2 separate regions of the Sus scrofa genome follow, and region 1 is linked to region 2. Evidence: chromatin contacts called from public Hi-C data. All regions are on one chromosome and are shown on one strand. Each heading gives the region's core, a stretch centred on a gene start, on an enhancer-like site or on the middle of the called end of the contact. The rest is flanking DNA. Distances are from core to core; before and after follow the strand shown. Region 1 overlaps LOC106508196 (a long non-coding RNA gene). Region 2 holds the start of TMEM139 (transmembrane protein 139).

Region 1 (3,117 bases), core at 30-2,529, 40 kb before region 2:
TGATGCTTTATTTTATTCTCTTTAACATAATCATTTACAGGGCCCAATAGCTTGGTCCTCTTTTTATTTTTATCTTCATTTTATTTTATTTTTTGCTTTTTAGGGCCGCACCCACGGCATATGGAGGTTCCCAGGCTAGGGGGCAAATCGGAGCTACAGCTGCCGGCCCACACCACCGACACAGCAACGTGGGATCCGAGCCGCGTTTGGGACCTACACCCAGCTCACAGCAACAGGATCCTTAACCCACTGAGGGAGGCCAGGGATCGCACCCACGACCTCATGGTTCCTAGTTGGATTCCTTTCCGCTGGGCCACGACAGGAACTCTGGTCCTCTTTTTAACTATGGAAAGTTTCCAACAGACAGAGCAGTAGGGAAATAAGAAGATCCTCTATGTAGCACAGCCTCAAGGACAATCACCACGTTGCCAGTACTGCCTATTGAAAGCTTTTGAGTAGGGTTATTCTACGATTCAAATATTCCTAGTAGTTTTTGCCCCCAAAAAATTATGGGTTCTAAAAGTACGAAATTGTAGCGACTTTGTGTCATTTCTCCTAAAAGCCATGGCCATTCTCCGTCTGTGATCTGATCGCCTTCAAACTGGCACCCATGTGTTTTTCTCTGAATTCTTGCTCTTCCAAATCTACTTTGCCCATCCCACCAATGGTTAAGTGGGCCCAGATGGATTTAGCTTAAGTTCCTCTAGAAACAGTTCTGCTTGTTTTGTCTGACTCCTCTGTCTCTTTGGCCATTTGTGATGTGTGCTCAGCAACACAGGCCCTGCAACTGTTCTATTTTCTTATCTCAGAAAGCAGCTGAGCACTTTGATAAGTTTTTCTTCATTTTAAGGAGTTCTACATTAGTTATAAAAATACCTGTTTCTGTTCTCATACCAAAAAAAAAAAAAATCAAGAAGCAAAGTCTTAAAAATCTCTGTATTTTTTTTTTAACAAAACTAGGTTTTCATTAGTTCCCAAATCTCTTTTCCAGTTTTCCCAAAGAAAACTTAAGGATATATCTTTGACTTCTCAGACATTCTCACCCGGGGTGTATTGGCAAATTGGTTCTCTGGAGAAGAAAGAGAGAAAAAGGAAGGAAGGAAGGAAAAAATCTCTGTAGTGTACTATTTTCTAATTCCCACTGTGTGAGTTCCTCCACCATGATGGAATTTGAACTACCAACCAGACGTCCCTGGAAGGGCCGTGTGGAAGAGATGCACACCACCCATGCCCTCTTGCCAGAAGGCACCAAGTCCACCACAACACCCTCTCTTCCTCTCAGGCAAAATAGCAGAAGGATTGAACATACTGATTTCAGAGCCACAGAGCCCAGATTTCAACACAACACTGGCTCAGTGACCTTGGGCAAGTTGCCTAACTCCTCTGAGCCTCAATTTCATCATCTTTAAAATAGGGGTAATAAATGGTTCTGTCTCACGGGGCTACTGTCATAACGTGCACTTAGAACAGTGCCTCGCAAGCTGTAGACAATGTGTAACACATTTCCTGTTATTACTTGGGCTCCAAAATCAAAGGGTGTTATATGAACTTATGGTCACTAGAGGGCAACCTCCTCATTTCTGTAGCACAAACCCTCTCCCGAGAGGGTGAGGGTTGCAACTCAGAGTTCAACAAGGCCTTAATTCCATCACAGAAAGGAACTGGCAAAATTTTCCCCTGTCCTCTTGCAGTTTAAGCATCATATTCTCCTTTGAAAATCCATTAGGAACCCAGCTATTGACCTTTGAGTATAGCCACCTCTAAAGCTCTAGGCAGAAGCTATTTTCAATCAAGGGTTGCTAGTCTTAGCAATGATAAGAAATAAAACCAAAGCCACACTTGTCCCTGTTACAGAAGGGGTTACACCCCTGATATCTGCTCTCCTCTCTCAAAAGAAGACCAGATGGCTTCAAATGTGGCCTCCATTATCACACCACTCCATTCCCAGCCCAGAAAGAAGAATATAAATCAGCTGAGCAACAGTTCAATTCTATAAAGATTGACTGAGCCACTATGTATGTGAGATACCATGCCAGGCAGTAAGGGTAGAAAGGTAAATATGGAGTTCCCATCGTGGCTCAGTGATTAACGAACCCGACTAGCATCCATAAGGACGTGGGTTTGATCCCTGGCCTCACTCAGTGGGTTAAGGATCCCGAGTTGCTGTAGCTGTGGTGTAGTCTGGTGGCTACAGCTCCTATTTGACCCCTAGCCTGGGAATCTCCATATGCCATGGGTGCAGCCATAGAAAGACAAAAAAAAAAAAAAAAAAAAAAAAAAAAAAAGAAAGAAAAGAAAGGTAAATAAGAATCATATAAAAGCAAGGAACTTACCTATCAACAAATCTACTAGATCTTTCCAGAAATAAGATAATTTTTTAATAGACTTGACAACTGACTTCTAAAACTTACATAGAAGAGTAAAGGCATCTACTAGGTAGTAAGGCATACTAACCTCTACTAGATATTAAGGCAATCTACTAAGTTAACAGACTAACAGAACAGGAAAATGAGCATTAAAAAGGATGCATTTATCCATGGGCACTTAAGACAAAATTTCAGCCACATATAAGGGGGGCAAAGGGCAGATTATCCACTAAATGGTACTTGGAATGAGGCTGTTTGGAAGAAAATAAAGTTGGATTAGAAGGTAAATACAAATGGGTAAAAGACCTAAATATGGAAAGTAAAATTATATGATTAATAGAAGAGAATATAAAATAATTTTGTGACTAAAGGGTAGAGAATCTTATTAAACAAGCTCCTGAAAGCTCAAATATTGATTGGCATTCCATTCAATGAAAGTCACAGATGACACAAGTCAAGGAGGAGACATTTACAATGTGGAGACCACTAGCTAGACTACACAGGAAAAACTGGGGTGCGCACACACAAACACACAAATAGGCAGAGGAGGCTCTGAAGGACGACAGGAGATGGACTCACCCGCACTTGTAACCAGAAATATCCAAATTAAAACAATAATAAGATACTATCTCAGGGAGTTCCCATTGCGACACAGCAGAAACGAATCCAGCTAGTATCCATGAGGATGAGGGTTCCATCCCTGGCCTCGCCCAGTGGGTAGGGGAGCTGTGGTGTAGGTCACAGATGAGGT
Region 2 (2,830 bases), core at 299-2,798:
CTTATCTTTCTACTCCAGCAGGGCTCAGCTCCTGCAATTAACTTTTTCCTTGAAGTGTCAAAGAGAAGCAAGGTCCAGTTTACTCAGCCTGACAAGTCCCAGCTGTTCTCAGCCCAGGGGCCCATTGACCTCCTACCTCAGTGGAAGTGCTGCCCAGCACAGGTTGCTATGCCTGAAGCATGGCGAGGCCCAACACACTGAAATGTCGAAATCTGGGCAGAGAAAGGTTTACTGTGGGGCCACGCAGGGAGAATGAGCGGCTTATACTCAAAAGACCTAACTCCCTGATGGTTTGGGGAGAAGAGTTTGTTTGTTTTGGCCACACCCACGGCATGCAAAATTTCCAGGCCAGGGATCAAACCCATGCCAAAGCAGCCACCCAGACCAGTGCAGTAACGATGCCTGATCCTCAACCCGTTGCACCACAAGGGAACTCCATGGTCTGTGGAAGAATTTTTATTTTATTTTTTTTATTTTTGTCTTTTCTAGGGCCACACTCGTGACATATGGAGGTTCCCAGGCTAGGGGTCTAATCAGAGCTGCAGCCGCCAGCCTACACCAGAGCCACAGCAACGCAAGGATCCCAGCTGAGTCTGCAACCTACACCACAGCTCACAGCAATGCCTGATCCTTAACCCACTGAGCAAGGCCAGGGATCAAACCCACAACCTCATGGTTCTTAGATTCATTAACCACTGCACCACGACAGGAACTCCGTGGAAGAATTTTTAAAGGCAATTTTTGGGTGAGAGCTGTGGGGTGTGTGACTTCTGATTGGTTGGTGGTGAGGTACTGAGGAAACTTGGGCTCGGCCTGAAGTTACCCTTATCCACCTCGGCTGGGGCCTTAGTTCCTAGAAGAGCTCAGAGATGTATTGTTACCAAACCTTTTGGGGAAATCCAGGATCACTTATCATTACTTATCATTGCACTGTTCTTTCTCTCTCTCTCTCTTTTTTTTTTTTTTTTTTTTTTTTTTTTTGCTTTTTTAGGGCCACACCTGCAGCACATGGAGGTTCCCAGGCTAGGGGTCCAATTGGAGCCGCAGCAGTCAACCTACACTACAGCCACAGCAACACAGGATCTGAGCTGTGCCTGCGACCTACACACAGCCATGCCGGATCCTCAACCCTCTGAGCGAGGCCAGGGATCGAACCCGCAATCGCATTGTTCCTAGTCGGACTCGCCTCTGCTGCGCCACAACAGGAACTCCTTTCTTTCTTTCTCTTTCTTTCTTTCTTTCTTTCTTTCTTTCTTTCTTTCTTTCTTTCTTTCTCTCTCTCTCTCTCTTTCCTTCCTTCCTTCCTTCCTTGCTTCCTTCTGTCTTTGTTTCGTTTTTTGTTGCACCTGCAGCGTATGGAAGTTCCCGGGCTAGGGGTCCAATAGAAGCCACAGCTGTCAGCCTACATCACAGCAATGTGGGATCCGAGCCACCTCAGTGACCTACACCACAGCTCTCGTCAATGCTGGATCCTTAACCCACTGAGCGAGGCCAGGGATCAAACCCTCATCCTCACAGATCCTAGTTGGATTCGTTTCTGCTGAGCCACAGCAGGACCTTGCACTGTTGTTTCCGGACTGCTCCTCCTTTGTTTTACACTCCCTTCCTTCCCTAATAAGAAACCATTTGAGTCTGCCCTAAGGGACTCTGGGAAGGTCTAGGAAGCTGAAGCCTTTTCCCAACAAAGCAGAAACAGGGGACACAGAAAGCGTTTGTATCCAGGAGGGCCCCACAGGGTCCTGCTCGGTTTCAGGGGGAAGGTATGTAAACAGAACATTACTATACAACGGGAAAGGCAGCGGAGGTGGGAGGGAATGCCATGCAGACTCAGCGGATACTGTCTCTGCAGCAGGTGTCACCTTGCAAGTGGCCTTTGAAGAATTAAGACTTACCTGGGCCAACAAGCATATACTACACACAAACAATCTTACAGGTCTGCAGAAGAGAAGGACTTCATAGAAACGGCGCTTGGGCAAGGGAAGCAGGACACATCATTCCACGTGTAAAGCACTATGTGAGTTAGAGATTAAGTAAACCACGGTCTGTGCTCCCAGGCACAACACAAGGCACCCGAGTACAACGCAAACTGCGTTGAGGGGAAAAGGAAAGGTGAATTTAACTCTGGTCCGAAGTACGAAGATCACGAGGACGACGGCAGGTGAGGGTGGGGAGGACTTTCTTTAGGGCTCTGGAGGGGGTGGGTGCAGTACAGTGAGGGCCGGAAAAATTAAGGTGGGGCGGTAGGAGTTCAGCCTTAAGCAGAAAAGGGGCGGAGGAAGCTGGACAGGAGGGAGGAGATTCGCGCAGAAAAGTGGGTGGAACCAGTGGGCTCCACCCCCTCCCCCGCCTCCCACTCCCCACAACCTACTTAGCGCGGAGTCTGGTGAGACAGGTGAGGGAAGAACTCGGTGCAGGTAAGAGGGGTGGGAGGGTCTGGCTCCTTGGTAGAATCCGTGACTCCTAGCTGTGCAGATTTCAGGGAACTCCTGATGGGCTGGTTTGGCCGTGGGGCTGCCAGCCAGCGGTGTTCTGTTGCAGAGGAAAGAAACGGCTTCTTCCCCTGCAGCCTCCCAGCCCCTGCGGTGATAACGCCAGGCAGGCAGGAAACTCGAAATCTGAGTTTCCGAAGTTAGGGTCGGTAGAGGTGGGGGATGCTGACGTACGTAGAGAGGTCAGGGATTACTCTGCCCCAGGCCTTTGTAAGATTCTGGGGTAGTTCTGGCCTGTGGCTTTGTTGTGTCCCTGTGAACTTTCTCCCTCTGCCTGGAGCCTGGGCTGACTGGAGAAAATGGGGAAACGAGGTCAGACAGGGTAAGTGGGCCTCTCTCCC

Evidence for each region. Hi-C and Micro-C count contacts between places; a contact is called where the count stands out from the background.
Region 1: a contact with region 2 is called in a Hi-C map of liver, with 1.7 times the contacts expected there. The contact joins the enhancer-like site here to the promoter of TMEM139 in region 2. A contact is called at or near these places in 1 of 5 promoter capture datasets (liver), 14 of 47 Hi-C or Micro-C datasets (alveolar macrophages, embryonic fibroblasts, epiblast stem cells and 9 more) and 2 of 2 datasets of contacts at active chromatin or transcription factors (alveolar macrophages and skeletal muscle).

The regions. Positions count from the first base shown.
Region 1 is chr18:7,012,218-7,015,334 of Sscrofa11.1, reverse strand. The region is part of intron 1 of LOC106508196 (a long non-coding RNA gene); the gene reads right to left. Among named protein-coding and RNA genes, the nearest start is that of TAS2R40, 13 kb to the left of the region's middle. Within about 2 kb of position 1,279, at least 11 of the 83 cell types and tissues checked have an H3K27ac peak or open chromatin away from gene starts, as enhancers often do. A contact at or near this core is called in alveolar macrophages and liver, where this site is marked.
Region 2 is chr18:6,972,848-6,975,677 of Sscrofa11.1, reverse strand. It overlaps TMEM139 (transmembrane protein 139), which reads left to right and starts at 1,548. Exons shown (of 3, transcript XM_013990764.1): 1 at 1,548-2,392.